Regions from separate parts of the Oryzias latipes genome. Here region 1 is linked to region 2. Evidence: chromatin contacts called from public Hi-C data. All regions are on one chromosome and are shown on one strand. Each heading gives the region's core, a stretch centred on a gene start, on an enhancer-like site or on the middle of the called end of the contact. The rest is flanking DNA. Distances are from core to core; before and after follow the strand shown.

Region 1 (6,090 bases), core at 427-2,926, 75 kb before region 2:
TAATTCAATTTTATGCAAAACCCAATTTAAATTAGAAATATTTAATTACCTGGATTGGCCACAGAGGGTCTACCCTGGGCGCCCACACCTGGATGAGAAGCTGCAGTGCTTGGTGACCCATTATTGTTTGCACGGTGTTGAAGATGACTTGAGGGCTGAGCATGATGCGCATGGTGATGCATGTTATGAGCGTGATGGTGATTGTTGTTATTGTTCGGCATAATCATTCCACCGTTCTTGCTGGCAGGTGGGCCACTGTTGCTTGGATTATTATTTGGGTTGTTACGATCCCACATGTTGACAGTTTTGCTGTATGCAGTAGGATCCCCCCAGGTGGATGTTCCATCGTCTATCTCCATTTTTCTACGGATGGAAGGAGGAGAGGGCTCCTCCCAGCCAGTAGGCTCCATAACCTGGTCCTGTTTGCTTACGTTTCCCCAGCTAGAGTTGCCTTGCTTCACAGAGCCCGGACCACCCCAGGAACCAATGCTGACGCATCCTCCACTGCCGGTACTGCTGCCACTGCTGCTGCTTTCCTGTGGCTTGGAGGAGCCCCAGTTTCCCTGTACTGGACCATTGGTACGTGAAGATTCCACCCAGTTACTATTACTTATAGGGGGAGATGGCTTAGCCCATCCGCCACCCCCTCTACCACCTCTTTTTGGGCTTTCTTGCCATCCACCTGTTCCTCCATTTCCGCCTTCCCCTTCCCACATGCTACTGGAAGACCCATTGTTTTTTACTTCTGGCTCTCCCCACTCCCCTGTGGCAGATCCATTAGAGCTCCCATTACTATTGCCCCAACTACTTGAGTTTTTGGGGGCCTCCCCCCAGCTTGTGGACTGATTTTTCATTGGGCTGTCATCCCAGCTGGGTGACTTATCTTCAGTACCCCAGGACGGGGTACCTCCACTTTTAGAACCACTTGTAGGTAAAGAGTCATCCCAGCCACTGGCTGTGCAATTTGATGCTTTGTTAAGTATAGGTGGGGGGTCTCCCCAACCAGACCCAGTCTGAATTGACTGAGGTGAAGTGGCTCCCCAGCCAGAGGATGAAGATCCTTCACTGTCATTTTTTCCTCCGGGACCAGGCCTCTGGCTGGGCCCAGTGTTAGAGTTGATATTACCTCCACTGGTTGATGAAGGTCCACCAATAGAGCTGGAACCTACTATGGTGTCTGAGCTGCTATTGCTTTTTCCATCATCAGAACTGGCTTCTTCCATCTCCCATACAGTGTGCTGTCGGATTGGGGTCTGTCCCCAGCCTGAATTATTTAGCACTCTGGGATCTAGGTCCTGTCGAGGTAGCAAAGGGGGGGCAAAATCCATGCTGGAGGATCTGTCTCTGCTACGGGATCGACCTTCACTGCTGTCCCCACTACCTTCACTGGCTGGGGGAGTTCCAGAATGCTTTCCCCACGAGCCAAGTTGCTGCTCCTGGCCAGAACCAGTGCTACCAGCATCAATTGAGTCCCAGCCTTTAGATACCTCACCACCAGAGGACTTGCCCCACTCACCCCAACCGCCATTTCCACTAGTTCCTCCACCACTGCCTTGGCGGCCCCAGGCAGAAAGGTTTTTGGAGGCAGATGATTCCCAGTTGGAGTCCTTAGTAGACTCAGCTGCCTTAGTTTCTCCAATACCCCATACAGAGCTGCCTGTTGTGTCACCATTGAGCTGAGATGACTCAGTTGGTGACTGGCCTCCCCAGCCAGTTAGGCCATGGATTGGGCTCATAGGCTCCTGAGCTTGTTGTGGCTGTTTACCGTAGTTTGGTCCATCGGTGTTAAGGTTAACAGGATCCATGTTGAAAGATAAATTTGTGTTGGTTGAAGAGTGCTGTTGATCTTTTTCATTAGCACTGATCATGCTAACCCAACCTCCACTTCCATTATCTGCATTTGCATTTCCCACATTTCCATTTATGCCTGGTGGAAGCGAGGAAGGATTGTTCATAACATTGGGGCCACTATTCCCAGCACCTTCATGGCCCAGAACAGGCCAGGCTGACGGATTGGCATTAGGATTCAAGTTCAAGTTGAAATTTGGTGATCCCCAGCTATTGGGGATTCCAGCTCTGCCACCATTCATTCCATCTTGCTTCACATCTGAGCCCCAGCCTCTGTTACATGCCAATGTGTTAGTTGACACAGGTCCTGTCATCATGTTATTGTTTGCTTTGAGAGAGTTGTAGAGGGCCTGCTGGCCTGCAGTACCAGTGGCCATGCTCAGAAAACCGTGTCCAGAAGAAGTGACAACACTGGTGTCTAGATTACAGCTAGCTGAGCTCAAGGGGCATTCCGGTGTGGCAAGGTGGATGGGTTCACTGCTACGGCTTATCGATGGCCAATCTTCTGTTTCACTTCTGTCAATGATCACTTTGTCCCAACTATTGGTGCTATCAACTGGTACAGTAGCTCTCCAAGGAGAGGCCTCATGCTGGGTACCAGTACCCGTATGGAGGGATGTGTCTGAAAAGGAAAAAAAAAAAGAAGAAAGAAGGGTGAGACCAAAAGGGAACAATGGCAGTCAAGAAAAATCTATTTAGAAGTTAGAAACTACTAGCTGAGGGAAGTGGTCATAAAAATCTCCTTTGCCTTTTGGCAGCTTGTAAAGGGAGTAGCCGATGTCAACCAAAGTAAATCAGGATCCGGTCAAAAACCTAAATAGGAAACTAGAATATTTTAAAATAATCCTTAAAGTGCTCCCCAACAAAAGAGGTTCTTATATTCTATTTGTTTACGCCGCTGATGGAGAGAACAAATAAAAAAAAGGGACAACAAAAAGCAAACAGTGAGCCAACTGGGGCAAATGCAGTGACAATTAAACCTATTTCCCCCGGTTAAATAATGGGAGCCATCAGGATGGTCAGATCAAAATGGTAACATATCCATGCCATATGAACCATAAAAAAAACTATTTTTTCTTGCTCTAGTGTCGTCAGCCAGATAGAAATAGTTAGATGTTGGCTTTACTTTATCCGTGTGTCTAATCTACTTTCTTCATCTTCCATTTATCCATGTATAGCCCATCCATCTGTCGAGCCTCACTCTCCTACACGCATAATCTTTTCCAAATTTTTCCTTAGTTCTCAATCCTTCATTTTCTTCTTCCTATGCACGTCTTAAAGAGTCACCAGTGAGACGCCCATCTGTCTGCATCGTAGCTTTGCTAGCTCGAGTTGAGAAGGGAAGCCCAAATGGAACTAGGGTGACATCCCATTCATCACCCCCCAATGCTTGACAGGGTTACTCCTCCAACTACACTGCACTAAAATTAATAATCGTCTTTTTCGGTTGGTGTCTTAAAACCTGTTTATACATAATGTCATACATTTAGGCTAAGGTTTTTTACATCTTCTCATATACTACAACACATAATACATTACAAGTAAGACATTCCCTCTAATTCAAAACAAACGACTCTGGATGCATCTAAACTTTCGATTTTTACTGTAAATTCACACAAAAAAAGGAGGTCAGTAAACCTGATAGTTATTTTTGTCTCACACTTTCTTCTACAAAACAACACTGCATGATCAATAGGCTGAATAGAACAAGCTCCTTTAGAAGTTCCCATTGTTAAAAAAAAAAAAATCAATTTTGTATGTTGAACCAAAATAACCACAAGAGCATTTTGAGCAATTTTCCAATTGGCAAACTAAGCAGCAGACAACCAAATTTATCCTGCACAACAGCATCTCATCAGATGTGGAACCAATAATAAACGTGTGCTCTAAAAGGGTTTTCAATCATTAGTAGGCAGCTAATCAATGATCTTATTAATTCTAGTGGGGGACAACAGGGAGCTTATCGACTGCAGGGGTTGCCTCTGGCATTAAAAAAATAAATAAATAAATCTAATAGTTCCTCATAAAAAACCCAACCAACACATTGGCTTTAATTTAGCATGTAAAAAAAGAAACTTTTACAATTAAACCCCTGTATGCAAACAATGAAATGTGTATAGGGATAGCATATTTTTAGCTTTTGTTTATTTACAAAACTAGAAAAGGCTTGAAGTACAGTGCAGTGGTATCAAAAAGAACAACAATCGCAATCAATCCTGGTACTAAAAGTACTACAAACAGCATATATGAAAGATGCTAAAGCATGGTTACTTTTCAAATCCCTGTTCTAAGTGATTTTATTCTTTCCAGTATATCGAAGGCACATTTCTCAACATGAGCTTGACAAAAGAAATACTTGGGGTTTAAAATGGCATGCTGAAAAAAATATCTTGCAAGCAGACTGGCCTAGTCAAATGTTATGACTAGGTATAGAACCAGCTACCTCTTTGCAGAAGACGTCATTTCTGGTTTCCATAGCGACAGGGGCAACACTGGGATAATTTGCTGTTTCATAAAACCTTTGTGAACTTTAAAAAAAAAAGACCCACTTTCAGCTCTGAAAAGCTATGGAAGAAAGTTTCAAACCTTCAATTACAAATCCCCCTTTCTCAAAAGGTTAATCCTGGCTTGTGTCGTATTCTTAAATGGACCCAAGAGCGATCTTTTCCAACAGATGAAAATTTAAGGAAAAAAATATCCACACAAGCTTTTTACCATGTGGCTGAACTGATTTTAGTATCGCAAAAAAAGTAGAGACCATGAATAATCAAAGCAAAGAAAATTTTTCATTTAAGTATTGGCCAGTACAACATTCTACTTTAAGATATTTGGTAATATTTAAATGGAAATGTAAAGGAAATTTTAGCCTGAACATTTCCGATTCTCAGGCAGCACTTTTTCATAATCAGCATGGTGGTACATATACATAAAAACCTACAAAAGTCTGCTGAAAAAACCCTAATTGGAAACATTACTGCAACACTTTTTTCAGAAAATGTTTCTTTTGAATAAAATGGCTCCAGAGGGTTTGCAGAGAAAATTGTCAACTAACTGACTTATTTAGCTTGTTAATAAATACACATTAAATGTAAATGTTAATTAGGTTGTTCCTGACAGCTGGCTTTAGCTGCTCATGTTGCAAGATGAAAAAGAAGATTCATGCAAAGTAGGTTTGGCATCATTTTAGATAATCTTAAAAGTGCAAGTCTCCTGCTCCTAAACCTAAGCACAGCAAAGCATGAATAAAAACTATAATTTTATCATAGTCGGACCATATTCATAGCATTCAGCTACTACTGAAATAGTCTGCTTGCTTTTATCCACATATTAAATTGCTAACAAAATGGCACAAAAAGTAGGAAAAGAAACTCAAAGACCTATGTTTAGCAGTGGAAAAAAAAGACTGGCTTCTTCAGGACAAAAGAGTAAAAACATCCTTGAAAAGAAGTGCGCAGGATTTACTATCAAGGCATGCCAAGCTCCATGCAAAGCAGATCCTCTCAGTACGACTGTGGTTCAAATTAGGATGCAACCACTACATTTTTACAAAGGCAATAAACTAAAACCACAAGAAACTGAGGCTTTACTTGCGTCTAGATGCATTTAAATATTGTTTGTGTGTCACAAGTGGGACAAAAACGGAATATTAAAAGCTTATAAGATCAGACTAACTTGAATTACACTTTACATTATAATAATTTATAGTAAATAGGTTTTATAATCATGTCCAATAAAAAATTATCTGACTATACCATACAAATTTGTCTTATTTGTTCCTCATTTGACTGCTTTGACAAACATTTCACGAGGGTTTGAGAGATTGAAAAAAATAACTGACTTGAAACTGACATGAAGGCAAGATAAACACAAACAAAAAAACAGAAAAAGGGTGCAATTATTTCCAACCAGCATTTGCAATCATGTGTGATTAATGTGTTCTTGTGTTCATTCAAGTTACAATTACGAGTGCAGAGTCTGATTGTGCCTTGTGAGGGAAATGGGTCAAATATAAAAACAAAGGGATATTAAAAAAAAAAAGGCAAGCCCATGCGAGCTTGTTTTAAGCAAAATTTTCATTTAAACCTCTACATCTAAAAATGGATGTAAAACGTATACGTAAAACAGAAACGCTGAAGTAAGAGAACCGTCTAAGCCCTAAAAAAACAATGCCGCTACATTGGATGATGTTTTTAAGAGTTGAAGCAGAAACAATCAAGAGATGAACTTCTCATAATGAGGACT
Region 2 (5,651 bases), core at 2,934-5,433:
TCTCCTCCTTCTGTCAAGGGGCACCCACACTCACTTAATTCTGCCACTCATAATCTCTTCTAATCTTGTTATGATAGTGAAAGCTCCCATTTTATCCCGCACATTTTATTAGGCCAGTGTGTATTTGTGATATTGAGCCCTGATAGAGCATTACTGTCACGGCTAATCCAATTAATGTGGATGTATCTTGCCGAGCTTGGCAGGTACAGTAGTGGATTCAATGCTCCGGGATTGTCTGCCTACGGTGTCTTTATTGCTGCAGTGATGGGCCGAATGGCGAGCAGTTATCCCAGGACGAGTCTCAGGTGTGTGACTACTCATGTCTGAATGGCGGATTTGCTTGTATGTGTTCTGTGTGTGATTGTTTGCACGCCTGAGGTGGTGCGAGGATGAGGTCCTTCCGGAGAAGGCCAATTTCATAGACCATAGACCTTAGAAGGCTTAAGCGTCTATAAAACCTTATTACCTACATAATACGCACAAACACACACACTCTGCTTTCATTCTTTTCACTAAAATATCGTATTTCGCCTGAAAGTTCAATGTAAGTGTTCGTGATGGGTTTACTCTAGGATGGAAAATATAATTTTGAAAAAAAAAAGCTTTCTATTCAGAACAAATAGGTCTGTCATAAACCATTCAATCTGCTTTTGAGGCTCATTCTACTGATTCCCTGTGTCCAAGCAACATCTACGGAAAAACAGAAATGGCATCAGACAAATGGGAGGGTTTTATAGCGGTGTCCATTTTTCAGATAAATGTGTAGCTTTTTTCACATCTGAACTGAAACACTGGACTTTTTCAAACTAGCAGACTGTGTTCCTACAGGATAAAGAAGCAATATTGAATCTTTTTAATCGTTCTCAACGTATCATGCAAAATCACAAAAACAATGTTCACACGTTCCAACCGATTTTAAAATTGGTTCCTTCTGCAAGAATGTGCACGTGAGCAAAGCAAGACTCTCGTAGCTGCAATTAACCAGAGCTTTAATCAAATCTGTAACCCTGCAGAGGACAAAAGCAACATGCCATCGAAAATAAAAAACAAGGGTTTGTCTGTCATCTCAGTTTATGCCTTGTCAGCATACTGACAAACAGTAGAGAATTGATTTCTAAGTGGTTAAAAACAGCAGTGAAGGTTTAGCTTAAAGACCCACTCAGATAAAAATCGTGTTTTTAGCGTTTTTAACATCTTCTTGTGGCATTTTTCTCAGTATTTCTTTATTTAAATTGTTGTGAATCCAAAAATGCAATTTGAAATGAAACTTCTTTTTGATGTAGAAAATATGTTTGGCAGGTTACAAGCTCCATCCTCTGGAGGGGAGAGTGGAAGGGTCGGTACGGTTTGCTCCCATAGACCGTAGCTCTACGCCAGCAGTTCCGCCCACAAATTTAAAAGGGAATTTTTAATGAAGTACTGTCCCTCCGCAGAAAGCAGTCCCTGGAAAACGTCACAGGTTTTTATTTTGCCTTAAAACTGCATATTTATAATTAAAAGACCATCAGTAATGCTTTTAAAATGGATCAAAATATGATCGGACGGGGTGTTTTTGTGAAGTCCTGTTCTGGGAGTTTACTAAGGTTGTCACATTTTACAGACAGAGAACTTTAAAATACACTTTTTTCATCAGTCTTGCATGCAAAACTGAAGAACCCTTTTAAAAACAACATAGATAGGTAGAAATTACTGCATATTTTGTAACTGTTCCTCGAAGCAGCACTTGCATATCAAAGCTATGAAAACAATCACTAGAGGATTCTGAAGCAGGTTTATGACACTTGTTTAAATGAGATAAAAATTGACAATACTGGTTGGTGTGACAATACAGGTTACACAAATATAAAAAAAATGCATTCAATTAATTTCTGAGAATATTAATGGGTTTTTAACTAATGTAAGACAGCATTTTTATGTTATATTGATTCACCCCTTTTGCATATGACTGATTTAGAAACGATGACTCAATCAACGTGATGAATAATAACACTGTCAGCCTCCAAACCTTTCAAAACTCTGTAAAGCAAAAGTTGTGTTTTCAGAGACAGAAATAATTTCTGCCAAGCAAACAGTTTGCAGTAATTTAAAAACAAAAAACAAACAAACAGCAACTCAGTCTAGAAAAAAAAACCTGAAAAGCTGAGAAACATTGAAAAATAAACCACCAGAAATTTGACTTTTTCTGAAGTGTTCTAGGAAAATCATCAGGGTGACGCGTGCAATAGTCTGGTCATTTTTAAGAAATGTAAGAAATGCAGCACACACTTTGTCTGATAAAAGGTATGCTGAAAAGAAGGTCAAGCTGTTTCTAGGCATACAAAAGCTTTTTGAAAAATCCATTAGTGGCTGAATGCAGCATCATTATCACTTGCTTCTTAAGCACACAATATCCCAAGCTTTGACTTTTTTGTCTCTTTGGCATTTTCTTTTTAAGTGAGCTTCAAACTATGGCATAAAAGAGGAAAAGTGAAGAAGCTTCTGTAATGGACATAGCAAAGGGTATTAAAAACCATTTTTACCCTCTCCTTAAAATGCCATGAAGTCTTATAATTAGCTGTCATCTTGGTTTTAAGGAAGTGCATGTTTTGGAGCTTGTATGGTATTATGTTGCGTGGACATGTCTGCTTCTGGTATGCTGTTATCAAGGTCCCACAAAGGAGAATCAGATTTGAACAGTCTGCATAAGAGAGCTTTGAAAACACTGGAAATTCAGTCTGCACACATTCAAACTTTTTTTGTCCAAAATGCAGAACCTGTGCAAAAATTCAAGTGTCAAAAGACATATGGAACACATTTAATCTATATGCAGAATTATCCTATTTTGACTGTCACAATGTCATTGCATCTGATTTTAGCCTGCAAGTCAAAATTTAGTTGTGGAACTTTTTTTTTTTTTTACCATCCCACAATAGAAAGTATACTGACACACTAACATGCATTGTTTTAATGTCTAAGTGTTGCAAAGACTAGGTAAGACTTCTCTTATTTCACTGTACTAGTGACAATGTCAATACTTCAGCTACTTCAGGTTCAAAATTAAAGTAAGTCTTTGCACATCAGGTGTGTAAAAGCACACTTGCATCAGGGCATTTGTTCTCAACAAGAATTGTACTTGTTTGGGCCTATACTAAAGCTCTTCTGAAGCAACCAAACAAGAAGGTTCTGCTCCACATTAAGATGAGAAAACTTGGTTTCATTGAAAAGGAACCTTGGTGATAATTCACTAATGTAATCTAAAGTGTACGATCCCAGAAACGTATTATAATTGAGGCAGCCAAAAACAGAAAATCAGATAAATAATGTAAAGTAAACTGATAATACTCATACATAATGTGAACCAATTTTTATGTTCGTCCTGCATCTGGAACAGGCTGTGTCTTGCCTAACCATTATTTATGTAAAGTCTCTTCTGATGGAAAGTTGTAATGATGCTCAGTTGGTTTTTATGCACCATCTGGTCAATGGTTTGAAAAAAGTTTCAAGCTACACTCTCACAAATATTAGCAACACGTCAAAGACATATTCCCACACATGAATGCACATGTACAATGCCATGCTGGACAGTTTTCTGTCCCAGAGGAGTTGTCACGTCGGGCTTCTAGTTTCTGACTGAATGTTAAACAAGCGTGTGCATGATTTGGTCCTGCTGTCACACAAAGGCTCTGCTGCAGGGAAGCAACAGGGCGACTTAGGTTGGAAGAAGTTATTGTGAGGACAAGACATGGGGGAGGGTGGGGGCATGTGGATGAAAGCTTGTTCAGACTGCAAACAAATGGGGAAAATTCAGCAGGTGCCTTTTTGTGAAAACAGCCAAGAGACAGAAGGTGATGAGGTAGGAACACTGTGATTGCAGTTGCTGGAAAGAAAAAAAAATACAAAAACAATTTCAGGAGGAGAAAAATGGAACAGTCAGACTTGCGCCTTATCACAAAAGCTTCAGAAACTCAGACATACCCAGACACCGTCTTGTTTCACTGCCCTCTGACACTAAATGGGATTTCTGTGTTTGAGCAGAGGGGGGTCCTGTGGCTACACTGAGGTAAGGGCTTTGAAAACCACTGATGCCAGATTGGATGTCAGCTGCAGCATAAGTGACAATCTATCACCAGTAAGCTGCACATGAAGGGGCCTCTTCATAGACATCCAGGCTTCAGACAGCTTCCCCCCCCCCCAGCCCACTCCACCTCCCCACAGGGGGGACGGCACACAGGGGCCGGCATTGATGCAAACACCCACCATGGAGACACACTCAATGTTCTGGGTGCAAACAAGCAGCACATGGAAATCTGCTCAGGAAAAACACATGCTGATTTGTTTTGTCGGTTTAACTGTCTGGAAACATCACAGATGAAACATTGGGTCTTCTACAACCTCACATTTGGGATTTGTCTGCAAATTGCTAGCATCCATTGAGACACTGTGCAGTTTCATTTTATTAAAAAGGTCAAACTGTGTGCTTAGAATGGTCCAAAAATTAAATTAGCACAAAATTGTGTTTTAGCAGTTCATATTTGAGTTTTTTCTTTGACCTTTTTAAGCACAGTTATAGAAAAAAAAGTTATTTCTTGACCTATGATATCCTTTTAACATGTGTGCAGCTATGTGTGCCATTAGGAGCAAATGCACAGCCTGTATCTGAAAGTGTCCACTTAAATGCGTGTGCACGCTGTCCAGCAACAGCAGCAGCAGATGCTAATCCGTGCTGAGAGTCATTATCTGTGTTTCCTGGGCCATTAAACTAATGCTAAGGGATAACAATGGAAAGTGGATGAGACCTGACGCTAACAGGAGCTAATCATCAGGACCACCTCTTGCTGCGAGTTCAGCTATGACACTAAATATCCCTCGGAGGCAGAAACCTCAGGCACTGGCAATCAGGTAATTACAGCAGCCTGGAGCACTTTTGTAATAAAATTTCAATAAATTGTCTCAAATATTTGAACTTGCTGTAGTGTGTGTAATGTGATTAGACACTTGAATGGCTAAGAACTGCTAACATTTCCTTTGTCTCTACTAATAATTAGTGTTTTTCCTCTATTGCCTGTAATTTTTCAGTCTGGTAGCAAGCCTGGATAATCACAGTGTTTTGTCCTGGATTAGGAAAGCGCTTTCATAGCTTTTGATACGCAAAGTCTGTTCCACATTGATGCAGGTATGTTCATTAAAATATTACAGCTCCCCAAACTTCAAAAGTTCCTCTGGCAGCTGCCACCTTCAAATCTTCCCTGCGTGAGACATTTGCTTTTGCCAGGCTTTGGAGCAGCACGCCATCTGAAATCTGCATCTCACATCACCTGTTCAATAAATGGCTTCCTGTTTAATCAGTTTAATTGACCCGCTAACCAAAGGCTCCCAGGGCGCTTTTGACTGATAGACTGTAAAAACGTCTGCAAAAAAAGCTCACAAGATCAAATGTTCATAAAAAGCTCTAACAAGACAGCTTTGTTTAACAGTTTTATTCAATGAGCAACCCCACCCCAAATCCCTGTCCCCTGTCGGTGAGGGCTACCCTGCTGCTTAACACTGAGCCAGGTCTGTTCATAACACCCTCACGGATTCATTAAAGATGACTAAATATTTAACTATCAAAGCTTTTTGTTTACCTAAAGTAAAACTTTCTGCTCCCTCCATGAAGTGCAAAAATCAAAGTA

What was found. Hi-C and Micro-C count contacts between places; a contact is called where the count stands out from the background.
Region 1: a Hi-C map of gastrula embryo shows a contact between it and region 2, with 1.8 times the contacts expected there. The contact joins two enhancer-like sites. A contact is called at or near these places in 4 of 5 Hi-C or Micro-C datasets (embryo, fibroblasts and gastrula embryo).

The regions. Positions count from the first base shown.
Region 1 is chr1:9,665,752-9,671,841 of ASM223467v1, reverse strand. It overlaps LOC101157348 (trinucleotide repeat-containing gene 6C protein), which reads right to left. Exons shown (of 23, transcript XM_011473887.3): 5 at 50-2,470. Among protein-coding and RNA genes, the nearest start is that of LOC101157348, 27 kb to the right of the region's middle. Within about 2 kb of position 1,676, at least 1 of the 8 cell types and tissues checked has an H3K27ac peak or open chromatin away from gene starts, as enhancers often do. A contact at or near this core is called in gastrula embryo, where this site is marked.
Region 2 is chr1:9,593,278-9,598,928 of ASM223467v1, reverse strand. No RefSeq gene overlaps it. Among protein-coding and RNA genes, the nearest start is that of LOC101157348, 46 kb to the left of the region's middle. Within about 2 kb of position 4,183, at least 4 of the 8 cell types and tissues checked have an H3K27ac peak or open chromatin away from gene starts, as enhancers often do. A contact at or near this core is called in gastrula embryo, where this site is marked.